Linked DNA regions of Mus musculus: region 2 is linked to region 1. A link is a contact called in public Hi-C data. All regions are on one chromosome and are shown on one strand. The core of a region is the stretch at or near the end of the contact, and the rest is flanking DNA. Distances in the headings are between cores, read along the strand shown.

Evidence for each region. A called contact is a pair of places that touch in the nucleus more often than the background predicts.
Region 2: a Hi-C map of rod photoreceptor shows a contact between it and region 1, with 4 times the contacts expected there. The contact joins two enhancer-like sites. A contact is called at or near these places in 6 of 15 datasets of contacts at CTCF or cohesin (embryonic stem cells, large pre-B cells, liver and 2 more), 67 of 484 Hi-C or Micro-C datasets (the AML12 cell line, B cells, the C2C12 cell line and 32 more) and 7 of 115 datasets of contacts at active chromatin or transcription factors (astrocytes, embryonic basal ganglia, epiblast stem cells and 4 more).

What each region holds. Positions count from the first base shown.
Region 1 is chr13:90,963,433-90,970,939 of GRCm38.p6, forward strand. All of the region lies in intron 5 of Atg10 (autophagy related 10), which reads right to left. Among named protein-coding and RNA genes, the nearest start is that of Gm46434, 36 kb to the left of the region's middle. Within about 2 kb of position 4,204, at least 26 of the 459 cell types and tissues checked have an H3K27ac peak or open chromatin away from gene starts, as enhancers often do. A contact at or near this core is called in rod photoreceptor, where this site is marked.
Region 2 is chr13:91,685,285-91,692,791 of GRCm38.p6, forward strand. Ssbp2 (single-stranded DNA binding protein 2) reads left to right here. Exons shown (of 17, transcript NM_024272.4): 13 at 3,512-3,582; 14 at 5,576-5,654. Among named protein-coding and RNA genes, the nearest start is that of Gm22778, 34 kb to the right of the region's middle. Within about 2 kb of position 4,752, at least 15 of the 459 cell types and tissues checked have an H3K27ac peak or open chromatin away from gene starts, as enhancers often do. A contact at or near this core is called in rod photoreceptor, where this site is marked.

The DNA of each region.
Region 1 (7,507 bases), core at 2,954-5,453:
TTCTAATAATGAAAGCTGTTAGGTAAATATCTGAGCTCAGGGAGGTTAGTATGTTCCCAGTTTCCTGACTACTAACAATCAGAAACAAGGTAGCAGAAGCAATGCCACCCACAGCTGAAGCGTGACAGGGTCAGAGTCCAGGCTACAGAAATAGGATCACGGGGAGTTTTAAGTTTAGGGCTTTTGAGACAACTGTGAGTATTTTGGAAGCAAGTAAGTAAAGGATTGCACTGACGCGTAAGTCAAAGGTCACAGTTTCTTCTCCTTCCCCTCTTCCTTCCTCTCTACTCCTGAGACAGGGTCCCCACTATGCAGCCTAGGCTAGCCTCAAACTTGAAGAAGACCTCTTACTCTGGAGAGGGACCACAGGCCTCCATCATGAGGCAGGTAGATTGCAAGCTCAAGGCTGGCCTATGCTACAAAGTAAAACCCTGTGTCAAATAAAAATATTAAAATAGTAATGGTAATAACAAGAATGCTGTAAAGATACAAGTAGAACCTCAGCTCACTTCACAATCACTTTATTTCATCAGAGTAATCTCTGTTGAATTTTAAGAACTGATTTTCATTAATTTTGGTTTCATTGGCGTCTCTACACAAGAAAGCCTAGAAACGCAGAAGAGTTTAGGGTCCTGAAAGAAGACTGGTACAGGAAAGACATGGGCTCTGTGTATTCAATCATGAGATGGAGCCTGATGTAGAGGCTAAGCCGACCATTCTTTTCTCCTTCCAAACTGAACAGTCAAGTTCCATGCAGCCTCAGACCCAGGAGTCTTTACCGATCTACTTACTGGTCCGTAATAGTTATGTACACAGCCAATGAATATGTTTCTGACCAAAACATCCTACTTCTTAATATTATTTCACATATATTATTCTTTATTGTGAATGGTCATTGCAACTTCCCCTACATAATATGCCATCTTGTTACTAAATCACAGTGTATACCACAATGAAACATTTGGATGATTTTCCAGTTTTATATTATTATATGTTGTGCATATATATATTCCTTATGGCTTATCTCCTTAGAATAACATTTATGACTGTGTTAAGACAGTAGGAATATGTGTATTGCCTATCCCTTTATAAGAAGATTCAGTTAACTTTTGTTGCCCTGGTACAAATTGCATTCCAATCCCTGCTTATTTTAAAGTAACACTGTCTTAATATTGCAACTTTGAAATATTTCATATCAACAGTGCATAGAATCTTTCATAAAGCCCTAGGCAACCAGCTTTGGCTTTACGCCACTTTTGACCTGGCCACGGGATGCAAACCGAGAAATAATTGACTTGTTGCAAAATAACAGAGGGAGGAGGGTTGTGCTTGGGGTGGGTCTGACTGTCTAAAATGCTTGTAAATTTATAAAGTACAGTGCTCTTCCTGACTGGACAGGGCAAGAGTCAGACTTTTCAAAAGCAGTATGTTTCAAGGCTCTATGTTCTAAGAATGGGCTTGCATTTTCTGGCACGAGTCTTCTACAAGCTGCTGTTTGAATCTCAAAGGGCCATGGAAATAGGACATAGAAAATCAAATTAACTAAAGCTCATATTTGCCTGAGTTCCTGCATTGATTGGTATTAATATGGCAAGAGTGTTAACATACCCCTCAGGAAAAAAAATCTATTTACCCTGCAAAGGGTCTGAAGAGAAATATTAAAGAAGTGGCTGGTGGGATGGTTCAGAGGCTAAAGGAGCTTGCCACTAGGTGTGACCAGCTGAGTTCGATCCCTGGAACTACACAGTAGAAGGTGAGAACTGACCAGGTGCCCTCTGACTGCACAACCCCCACACAAACAATAATAAAAACAAAAATATAACAAAAAATTGAAACAGGAATATTAAGTCTAAATATCAACCTACGGAACTGTATATTCGATATGCTGACATAAAATTTACCTACAAACAAGGTAGCATCCGAACTTTCATCATGAAGCATAGTGTGTGTGTGTGTGTGTGTGTGTGTGTGTGTATATGTGCGTGTGTGTGTGTGTGTGTACCTAGATAGTATATACATGTCATTTTCAGTGTACTGTAAAACTGATGATCATAAATGAAACTATCGCATAACTCTCTGACATGTGTTCAACTGAAAATAAATACCCACCATTATTCACTGAAAAACATAGAAATACTTGGAAATTTTATTTTTTCTTTCTGTCATATTTCCATCCTGCTTTTTATCATAATGTATATTTTATGCTTAAAATCATTTTATTGATCTTTATGTAAAGCTAAAAACAGATATATATGGAGAACAGGGTTTTATATTTCTCTGTGATAATTTCAGAAAATACTACATTGGGTATCTGATTTAGTTCTCAATAAAATTTTCACTAGTACTTAGATGACTGAAATAACAAATATATTTAAATTTTAATAAATAAAATTTTAATAAAATTTAATAAAAATTACAAAGCAAAAGTAATTTTTGAAGTTACAAGTAACCGCATCATATAGCATATATAAGTATTCCGGCATACTTATATGGACTTTCATCAGTACGTAAATATTTTCTATGTAGCACAGTTTTTCATGTGTGTATAAATCACTAGACTCATTTCACTATCCTACTATTATTATCCCCATCTTATAGATGTAGAGTAAGGAGAAGAAAGTTGAGATGACTCCTCGGAGACTCTCTGTCTCCATATCGGAGGCACATACCTATCTCCTCTGCTCTCTAATACTTAGATCTGGGACATGGGTGCCATAAATGAAGCTGCCACGTTACTCTGTTCAGTGCCCTGGTATGAGCAAAGGCTAAAGGGCAGGGGGCGGGGATTGGAAGGGAAAATCTCTACTTCAAGTGTCTCCACAGTCAGTCAGATTGTTTGAGCGGGTATCTACGAAAGTAGGAGATACAGAAATTCTTTCCCTTAAAGCATTATTCTCATACATCTATTGAGAAGACGGTGAGAACATCAAGGGAACACCCCATTTTAAGGGCCGATGTCTCCTCTATCTATGATACAATAAAAATCAGAGAAAGTTTTGTAAGTCATTTTTAATGCTTTTGATTCTAATTTTAATTAAAATTTAAATAATTTTAACTCCCAAATTTCATCTTAAAATGGCAGTCAGTGTTTCCCTGGAATGACACGAATGCTAAACTGTAACAGCATGGCCGTAATCGTAACTATAATCTACATGGTTGGCTTATAATGATGATATGCAATGCATGAGAAGACAGCAGGTCAATAATGGAGCCGTGCACACAACGCTCCTTTCAAAATCTGTATTTGCATTTCTATTACTGAGATCATTTCCTAATAATGAAGTTGCCATGAGAGAAGTCCCCATTACGAAGGAAGCAGTGTTACAGAAACAGCATTATTAAAGCATCGCTGTGTACAGGAACTTTTATTAGGGTGATACAAGTTATATATCATTGTAATAAAGTTCCTATTATAACTTTAATTGCATAAAGCTGTGTTTGAGTATAGCAATGTGAGAGCTGCAGGACTTTTAATAAACTATCAAAATAATGCTTTGGTAATAGGATTGTTTAGCATAGTAATACTTCAGGGAAGACCAAGCTCACTAATGGATGATGCTTATTTCACTGATTATACATGCTCTATCAAGAATTAAAATGAAAAAAAAATGGGAAAGAGATGAGACATGATCTCTGATGCAATATGCTAATATATGCATGGAAACACACACATTAGTTCTCTTTAATATAACAAATCAATATCTCCAATTCATCTGTTCATGGAAGATTGTAATCTGGAAATATGGCCATCAATGACTATAATAATTAAAAGATTTAATGCTCAGGTTGAAGGCTTGCTGGCAATCTAAATGCTAACAAAAACAATGAGAAAACCTACAAACATGCTGACATATGCTGAAAAGTGCCTGCTAGAAAAATTAGAGACATATGAGCTTTAAGAACTTAAACACACACATGCACACATACCATGAATTGACTTTAAATGATTAATTTCTTCCCTTCAACCAAGAAACAGGGCTATACATTCATTATGTGCACACTCAAAGATGCTTGTACACATTGTCTGCTTCAGAGTTATAGCTACAAGTTAAAACTTCACTTAGGTTCACAACAGGGAACTTTAGTATATTTGTTATTTATGTATTTACACTTTTTTTTTTTTCAAAATTCTCTAATAGAGTCAGTCTTGGGCTGTTCCTCCTGGAAACATGTAGAACATCCGCCAGCAGAGACCGCCAGAGAGCCATCCACCACACTGTAGGCATGGATGCTAGGCTTGCTGCTGAGGAGAAACAGGCAGAGAAGGAGCCCGGCTGTGACAGGCTGACATAAGCTAAGGAGATGGAGACCACAGCCAGTGCTACAACCACCACATCTTCCCCCTCAATAGAGAAGCCAACGTCATTGGTTCTAGACTCCTGTGGCCTGTCTAGGAAGCAACAGCTGGCTAATCTGGAATCTGCTTGAAAAGCTAAGTGCTTTTCTTTATAAGAAAGCATCTCCTTGCCACAATGCCGTCTTCATACTGCCTTCCAGCTGTGAAGGTTCACAAACATGTGGGTACGGTCAACTTAAAACCCAGGATGTTCGTCTTCCCTAGTGACTCACGTGATTCAAAGGCAAACATGAGCAAAAAGCTCCTCTAATGCTATAGCTCTCATGTCTTTGCATTAACTGAGGGGCACTGTAATAGTTAGCTGGTATGGTAGTTTTTAAGATTACAACATTCTCCTTCAAATATGATCTAGCCAAACTACTTTGCACTGGCAATGAGGAAATCTATTTCTTAAATTCACAAATCTTGGAGTCTTTTACTTGGTACATTTTCATACTGAACAAGTACAGGGCTCAATTATTGTGTCAGTTGACTAAACATCTGCATATCTGCTATGTGGTGACACCCACATATTTGTAGAAATATCAGTTTTCATGCATAAAACAAAAAGTTTAAACCATGTAATTTTGAAAAATCTAACTTTCGCATTCCTTTAGTTTTACAGCTGACAACAGACACAGACCTTTTTCTTTAACTCAAGTGAACAACCCATTCTGTCTACTCAAGACCTCCAGAGACACCAACTCCCCATAGTGACAGGAAGAGCCTTTCAGATGAACACCTCCAGAGGCTCAGAAGTTCACTTTCACTGAAGGACTGTTTTGAAATCTCCTTTCACTTCATTGCTCTGACCCCTTAATTCTCCAAAGCATCTTTCAGCACCCCCACCCCCACCCCCACCCAAAGCACAGCTTCCACCAAACACTCCCATTTCTTTTCACCTATTGGAAGTTAGTCCCAAAATGAACTCTGGCGAGCATCTCTCCTCCAGCCGGCTCTAGTTCAGGCTTTTCATTCTTTCTCCGTTTTCATTCACTACAGAAACTCAAATGCTAACCTGATATCATCCCTTGCTCAATCATTTTGGGAACATAAATCTCTGTCAACAACCAATCAGAGCTCTGCGTCACAGGATAATGCCTGATTAATAGATTTGGGGTTTGCCTGGCTAAAAATCTATACCTACATGATAAAGTCTCAACTGCAAAGGTCTCTGTTTTTCTTGTAACTTGGTCCAGACAACTTTTCCAGACCGTCTTTTAGAGTATGCCTAATCACAGAACAGAGAGAAGGCTTCGGTGTGTACCTACCACATACCAAAGCATAATCTAAGCCCTAAACATCCTGCTGGCAAACACAACCACAAAGGTTCTGTGTTGCTCATACTCTCCCAACCCGAGCTGCTGCTGCTCATCCTCACAGCTATGCTGTCCCAGTTAGAGAAGGCTGGCTTTGCCCACACTGTATATTCCTATTGCAACTGTTATGGCTAGCTAGCATTTTCTTACTGCTGTGCCGGTCTTTCTATCTGAAAAATTCTCTCCACTTCAGTTCACAATAAAGTCTCTTCTAACTACAGCCAACTAATGTCTTCTGGGAGGAAAATTAGCCTCTCCCAGGGATGAGCCCCCTTATTGGTTGTCCAGTACAGAGTGGTTCACACACACACAAACACACACCAAAAATGATCTTACTACACTGTATTATTTAGACATACACATACATACATACGAATTGTATACATACGTATGTATGTTAACAACAATAATAAAAGAAGCTATAAACTGGAGAGTAGGAGACACAGGAGTGCTTCAAAGGAGGGTGGCCGGGCAGGACTAGAAGGAGAAAAGGGAGAAAAGGGAAGAAAGAAAGTGTTGTGTTCTAATTAAACTAAACACTTATTTAGGGGCTGGGGAAATTGCTCAGCAGTTAAGAGCACTGGGTGCTCTTCCAAAGGACCTGGGTTTGCCTCCTAGAATGCACACAGTCATTCAAACTCCACTTTGAATGGAGATTCCCATGTCTTCTTCTGGACTCTGCAGGTACTGTACAAACATACAAACATGCAGGCAAAGCGCCCATACACACAGACTAAAATTAAATAAAAATTTAAAGAGCCTGTTTTTAAAACATCTCTCTTTATAATCTCTCAGTGGTCTATGGCTTTAGCATGTCTTACCTGTACTAGCTGTCTAAGGCTATAAAGATTTCATTGTAGTCTTATGTAGTATTTTTTGAAGATTTTTTTATTATTATTTAAAATTATGTGTGTGGACATACGCATGCGAGTACACATATCCTTAGGAGTCAGAGACAATGAATCTCTCTGGAGGTGGACTTAAGAGTTTGTATGGTGTTGGTGCTGGGCCTTGAACTGGAGTCCTCTGCAAGAGCAGTCAGGACAAGCTCTTAACTGTTGAGCTTTCTCGGCAGCCCAGTTATGTGAAACTATTATCAACAATATCATATTATTATTGACCAATTCTTTTGTGTCATCTATGTGCTATTGTCCATCTTTGGAGAAAGGAGCTCATTCTATAGTTTTCTGTTCCCCAAACAGTGCTATCTCTCACGGAGCCTCATACCAATTCCATAAATCTCTATTTGTTAGTTATTGATGGCTGACGGCAAGACATGCCGGTGCTGGATGACGAAACTTATCTCTCACATCCAGGGGTGATCCGTAGAAATTTCGGAGGATCTCTCTCTGCCTAGCGACTGATAACACGGCCAATGTGTCACACAACTTAGCAACAGCCTAAGAGCTGTCATTCCTCATTCTGGTGACAAGCCACAAGTGTGCAGACACTGGCATGCAGACAGTATGTAATAAGATTATTTATATTCCAACTAATAACTTTCTTTTGCCATCTGCATATAGTAGAGATTGGATACATTCTTATCTGTGTGCTTATAGTGGAATTTCAATCTTTGGAGGCAACAAAGGGCATCTTAAAAAAAAATAACAAAAAACAAAACCAGATAGCAGATGATAATGGTATATGAGTGTGGCCTTGTTTGGTGCTATTAGTCACTGCAGATGCGTCTGCTATCTCTCGTCTGCATCTATAACTCTCACCACTGCCTCTTTACAGAGTAAACAAATGCTGCTTATAAACTTCTGGACACAGCCTGTCTGCATAGGGCTTTCTAATCCTCCAACCTGCTTAATAGACTTAAAAGCCTTGTTAAAACAAAGTGTATGGCATA
Region 2 (7,507 bases), core at 3,502-6,001, 720 kb after region 1:
CTACATGGGCATTTAACTCCTAGGGTAAAACCAGAGTATAGAAATTGTTTTTGAATAAACTTTGGAATTTTCATTGTCTCCACATGATTAAAAACAATATGGGGGGGAGGCAAGTAGGAAGCTATCTAGTTCTTCCCCCTCCCTTTTTTAAAACTAATCATTCCATTTGTTTACATCTCAAATGATATCCCACTTCCAGTTACCCCTCCATCAACCCCACATCCCGCTCCACCCTCCCCTCCCCTTGCCTCTATGAGAGTTGTCCCCCACAGCTTTGCTGCCGTTAAACATTTAGAGAATTTCTCCTGTATGGATAACAAAGAGTTAGCACGAGCAATGTGTTGACTTAAATGAACTACCCAGTATTCAACTTACTAAAAATCCCTTAAAACTGAAAAGAATCCATATCTCCTCCAACTCAAACAAAAACTCTACAGGAGTAAAACATTAAAAGACATTGACCCCTTAGGTTAGCAAACTGACCCCACTCACATAGCTGTTATCTTACTAAGTACGGATGTGTTTACAGTGTTGTTTATTCTACATATCTAAAGGAATTTATTAGTTAACAAGTTTACTAAATAGTAGTGAAAGATTTTTAATCTTCTAAAATAAGACATTCTTCAGTATATCCATAATAATTTAACATAATTCTTTCAAGTAGCATTAGCATTTCTTTTTTCTCTCTTGAGAATTTCATACAAAGTATTAAACACATTCGAAGACTAATAATTGAAATTTAAATTCTCAAATTATATAGAACACCTGTCAAGGGCTAGTAGATGACTCTCTAACCCTAATGCTATAAATGAGTGGAGATAGAATCCAGGATTTCTATATGAGGATGCTCATTTACTGTTCTCAATAGTTACACAAACCACCTTTAATTCCTAGCCTAGCATTAGTGAAATTATTAAATTTCTAATAAAGAAAAAATGATTACAGGCTTTCAGTGTTTCTTGGTTTTAAAGCAGGTAAGAAATGTTTATAGTTGAAAATAATTTTAGTATGACTCACTGCAATGTCAAATGTTCTTAAATATTTAGATTTAACTCTAAGATATACAGAAGTTTAAAAGTCTTTATTGTTAATAATGCAAGTAAATAATTTCCTGTTTTATATTTTTTATTTAAAACCAAATTTAGTAATACAAAATGTTACCTTGACCTTACTGGTTTCTTTCTTCCCATAAACATGTCATCATCTCTAACTTCAAACTGTCCATATTGAAAATGAAGCAGAATCCATCTGAGACGGAATGACACGGCTGATCTCCTCCCCTGCATTTCACTCTGATTTTGGGATGTTAATGTGTGATTTATGAAGTTAGCGTGGGCTTGGTGGTGTGTCTCTACAGACTAGAGCCTAGCTTCAAGCCACACTGAGCATAGCTGGTGATGAGCAACCTGATCCCCTTTCCATCTTGCCAGCCTTGCCTGCGTACTTGTGTAGACTCATCCTTTAATGATGAGCTGGTCCTCGGCCCTAAGATACACTTTATTGTAAAGCTCGTCCATGAGTCCAAAGGAACCAGGCATTTCCTAGAAGACCATCCTTACTCCTTTGATGATTTCCTATCTTTTGAATGAAATTACATGTTTAATTAGTCTTAAAGTGATAAATTCATTTCTTGCATATTTAAATTTGTAATCCATTTTTTCTTCACCAAAAGTAAAGGATAAAATCCATTTAAAGTTTTCATATATTTAAAAAGAAATGTAAAATTTTCTAAAATATGATAGAACTCTTTAGACAGATTAAATACAGTAAATCTAATTTGTTGTCTGAGGCACACAGCTAAGTAAGACACAGTCCCTTTCTTTCCCACGGACTCTTGATGGCCAGTTGTGAATAGAAGACTAGCGGAGCATTAACTGATGCAAGCAAGCTGCATTGCCTTGGCTGGAGAGCATGCGTACTCAGATACATGCTCAGGGGAAAGAAAACTCATAGTAAATAGCATTTGAGGGGCTGGAGAGATGGCTCAGTGCTTAAGAACAATGGCTGCTCTTCCAGAGGTCCTGAGTTCAATTCCCAGCACCCACGTGGTAACTGAATTAAGAGCATCTGTAAAGGGATCTGATGCCCTCTTCTGGCCTGCAGGTGTACTTGCAGACAGAGCACTCATTTAAAAAACAAATAGATTTTTAAAAAGAGAAAGAAAAGAAATAGCAGTTGCCATGAGAATTGGTAATTTTCAGTAGGTGACAGTGGGTAAGATGCTCAGCAGCAATAAAAATGCGAAGGTGTGCAAGGCAGGTAATGGGCAAGAAAGAACAAGTTAGAACCACTGAAATAGGTGTGACCTCACTTTGTATTCAAAACCAAGTCAGCGTGAGGGGCTGCATAGACTATTAGGATGCATTCTACTCTAGAAGTAATATCTAGCTGAGCATACTGGCACACACCTTTAATCCCAGCACTTGGGAGGCAGAGGCAGGTGCATCTCTATGAATTCGAGGCTATCTGGGTCTACACAGTGAGTTCCAGGATAGCCAGATAGACATAGTTGGACCCTGTCTCAGAAGTTAAATCTAGCAGTGAGATTCATAGATCACTGTTAATAAATGATCAGTGAATAATGTCTCACTCACTCTAAGCAACACATAGTGAAGTCACAAGCCAGTTAATATCTAGTGAGACGCAAAAGGGGCAGAAACAATTAGATATCTCTCTCTATGGTCACTGCTATGGGGAAGCATATTCTTTTACCCTCTCAATCAGTACATTTTTTTCAAACACTTCATTTTCAAAATAAAGATCTATTGTTACACAGCTAAGTACACTTTATAGTTGTAAGAAAATAGAAAACTGTGGCTCATAACTAATACTTCTTCAATATAAAAAAGGACTAAAAAAGGCTATCAAAAAGTTGTTGAAATTCGAGTGTTGCCATTCATGTCTGTAACTCGGAGACTGAGACAGGAGGATTACTGTGAACTCAGGGCCAGCCTGGACTACCAAGTGAGGTTCAGGCTAGCCAAAGCCATAGAACAAGAGTATCTCTAAAAGGAGAGAAAGACAGTAGGGGAATCTGGCTTTAACTTTAAGCAAGACACTTTGTCTTTCTAGTCTTGCTGTAATCTCACTTTTGAAATTAAGTCAGTATATTCTACCAGCTTTATCCTAAAATTTAATTTTCTTTTCTATAGGAAATCTAAGAAAGCTACTAAATTTGAAGTTTTAAAATTGTCTGATATGTATACATGTTATTGTTTATGGAGTAAAAATCAATCCATGTTTTATGAAAGAAAATATTGCAGTGTTTGTTTTTTAAAGTAATATTCAATTGACTTAAATTACTGAAATATTTATACATCTCATTTGTAATGTACGACTTTAGAACACTAAAGTCTGGGTCAGAAATGACTGCCAGGTATTTGTTTGCATTAGTAATGATGATGTCAGGTGTGTATCTAGCTGTTAGTTTCTATGTATGCTAGGATCACCTTTAGTTATTATTTTGTTATGGCTTTTGTGGAGATATTAATTATGTCATGTTTTGTTTCAGATTCAACTAATTCTGGAGACAACATGTATACTTTAATGAATGCAGTACCTCCTGGGCCTAACAGACCTAATGTAAATATGTTTTAAATGTATTTGAACTACAATATAGTAATGATCCAAATAAATATAAATGTTATGCTTATATGTAAATACACAGGATAGATAAAACTGAAAAAAGACAGCAAAGACATTTTTCTGTTAAGGTAATTGTCTTAGTCAGAATTTCTATTCCTGCACAGACATCATGACCAAGAATCAAGTTGGGGAGGAAAGGGTTTATTCAGCTTACATTTCCACACTGCTGTTCATCACTAAAGGAAGTCAGGACTGGAACTCAAGCAGGTCAGGAAGCAGGAGCTGATGCAGAGGCCATGGAGGGGTTACTTACTGGCTTGCTTCCCCTGGCTTGCTCAGCCTGCTCTCTTATAGAACCCAGACTACCAGCCCAGAGATGGTCCCACCCACAAGGGGCCTTTCCCCGCTTGATCACTAATTGAGAAAATGCCCCACAGCTGGATCTCATGGAGGCATTTCCCCAACTGAAGCTCCTTTCTCTGTGATAACTCCAGCCTCTGTCAAATTGACATACAAAACCAGCCAGTACAGTAATTAAAACTTACATTCCTCTAGTCTTAGAGTCTTTTAAAATATTATAGTTGCAGAGACAGAAAACAGGACCTAGCACATTCACGACTGTTGGGCTCACAGATCTAACTCCTCAGCTTCATTCTAAAAACTGAGTGAAAATAGTTCAGTCAGCTTCTCACTCATTGGTGGTGTGTATGTATCCCATGTGAGTGTGTGTGTGTGTGTGTGTGTGTGTGTGTGTGTGTGTGTATGTGTGTGTGTGTGTGTGTGTGTTTGTGGTGTGTTCCTACTGGTAAGTGTGCTATGGGATACATATGGAAGTTAACAGAAACCACTTGTAACAACTTGTTCTCTCCATCTGCTTTGGGAATCCTGAGGATTGAATTCAGATTTTCAGGTTTGGTGGAAAGTGCCTTTGTCAGCTGGCCATCTTTCCTACCTGTATGTGTCTGTGTAGACACTTAGTCATAATCAGCAACCTTGTGCTCCTCCGAAGCCGTTCCTCACAGGAGGAGAAGACAGCCGTGTTTGCACAGAGCTGGTGGCATTCAGCCACCAGTCTGAATCGATTTTCCCCCTAAGTAGCTATCCAGCCTGCCGGCCTGCCTTCTTTCCTCCCTCCCCGCCCTCTCTTTCCCAGCTCCTTCTCTTACCCCCTCCCTTCCTTTCTTGCTTAATCTGTTCTGGTGCTGAAGGCTAGTGCGCTTCTTAACCATCGCCACACTGTAGTCAGTACTGCAGTCCATATGTGATGGACTAGGACTTCAGCTTGGGAGCAGTAAAGAAAATGCTGACTTCGGTAGGTGCTTGCTCAAGTCTCAGATCACTCACCTACCTTTGATTGGGCACAGAATCCTTCTAGAGGAGTCATGGGGAAGGAAGGCCACTGACCTGGAACTTCAGTCACAGCTCTACCCAGCGTGAGAAGAGGCCACCCCATGCTTCGGGTGTGACGAGAGCTGCTGTAGAGCACCTGCACTGAGCTGAAATGGCACATGTGACTGAGGAGAGTTAGTGATAGTCAGCTCTCACTAGGTAAATGTGTTTGCCCTGCAAAATGAGACGGTTCCCTGTGCCCATTCAAACAGTGCTATATTCCTTTCTAAGGAAGAGTAGATACAGCCATCATGGTTCAACACAGATGTTCTTTATAAGAGGCCAATAGCATCTGCAGCTTCTCAAGAACTGAACCAAGAAAATACGAGGAAATTTCTCTCAAGCGGAGAACGCTGATCTTCTTCTCAGTATAGCTTTCCATATTTCTTCCCTTGAGAGAAAAAAGTGGACTGAAAAGACTAGCCTTAGCATCCAGAACAGAGATGAGAGAGAGACAGGGAAAGACGGTTAAAGAAACCACAGCCCGCAAATGTATCCTGGAGTCTCCAAACCTGGACATAAGCCAGGACAATCTGTAATGTTAATAATGTTAAAGTCATTTTCCATGTGGTCACAATTACTTCTTCATTTTTAAAAACAGTTTCCAATGGGCCCTGGATCAGATGGTCCTATGGGTGGATTAGGAGGAATGGAGTCCCATCACATGAACGGCTCTTTAGGTAAGGCTCGGCTTTTATGTTAAATGGATAGAATAAATTAAAAATAAAATGTTAATTTTAGTCCATGGGTATTATGGTCTGCAGAGCTCTTCCATGTCATTAGAATGGAGGTGTAATCCATAGGGTATTGATTAAGAGAACTGGAGAACATTTGAATCAGGAGTGTGAGAGTTGTTCTGTGGAGTTTGGCCCCATGAGTATCAATACTAACCTAAGACAGTGTTAAGTGTCTTGTGGCCAAAGAACTTCTGTTCTCCACTCAGCATGTGCAGAGCTGCCTAGAGCAGAGGGCCTCTCTGCCCTTCTCACAGGGGCTTTTAGCTCCAGACTGTGAGCATAATATCAGAGAAACCAGCTCTGATGATAATTTCTTAGTTTTGTTGTGTATTTTAATGTTTGCCTCATTTTAAAATAAAGTTAGCAGCTAGCTTTGATAATACTACAAATTCTCTTGTGAGACCATGATCTGCACCTGCCTTCAGGATAGAGCCAAGCTCAGGTATACCAGCAGTTAACAGCATATTTCACGTACGGTGCACTGTTAACGTATGGAGCCATATATGTGTAAGGTGAACAAAATATTTACAATGATCAGATGTAGAGAAAAGTAAAACAAACTGCCTAGGTCTCCTAGCACATGGTGTTCCTGGGTAGAGGGTATAAAACCAATGTGCTAGTGCTCATACGCTAGTCTGAAAGCTTGTCAAGTGGGCCGAGGCTGTGAAAGAGCCTTTCACGTCTGTTGCCCAAGCTGTGCTCATGCAGTTCTGCTCCCCTGGGATTTCCTTCCCACACTCAAGGTCAGCAGCAGCCCCTCCGGTCTCTGAAAGTCTGCATTACTCATTTCAGAAATGATTTGCAATACATTGATAGGCTTTTGTGCTTTTAAGGACCTATATTTATTTTTCCTAGACTTCAAAGTTTGGCTTCATTTATTTTTGTTTACATGAAGGGTCTGCACCAGGAGAATAAGAGGACATGTCTCTCGTCAGTATATGCTTTCCATATTTAGTAGCCAATAGGCACATATAGCTATTTAATTTAAAGTTAGAATTTAGCATTCAAGTCCCCAGGCACACTGACACATCCCTGTATACAGTAGGCACACATAATTTTACTGGCTACTGTAATGAACATCTCAGAGAAACATAGCCGTCTTCTTGTAATGTTCAATTGGACAGCACTATTACAGAATTTGGTTTTTCAGTGTATTGCAAAATGTGTTACTCTCAATCTGTCAAGTTGGAGAATTAGTGAAAGAAGAGAATGTTTGGTCCTAGTTAGAAGGCTTTGGTCACATTATTGCTAGAGTGAAACATCCAGAAGAGTTTCATAATGGTTGGCAGCTAGTTTGTTATTCTCTGCAGTGAACATTATTGTAATTATTAACACGTAACAGTATGCATGTGTGCATGTGTAACAATGTTGGACCTTTTTACTCACAAGTAAGTCATGCTAAACCTTCATGTTAATTATGCTGTTCAGTAAATGTTGTTATATTAAAATGTTACAGCATTTCACACTAAGGTTAAAATAGTTCACACTATTTTAATAGTGCACTAAGATTGAAATTGTTAAGAATAAAATAGTTCAAAATAAAACTGATTTTATGACAAAGTTAGAATTATTATTCAGTGTATAATTCCATTGCCCATGTTTCTCAAGAATCAAAATTAAAATGTAGCATATCTTAAAGGTATGTTTGGTTTCTATTTCTATTGTGTATATGGAGTGCTATCTATTTTTCATATTAATGAAATAGTTTTTGATATCTGGTTTAGAATATTGTTAAATACACCTAGAAATGTCTGTCTTAAATTGTATCAGATTTACAACATCATTTTCATTAAAAG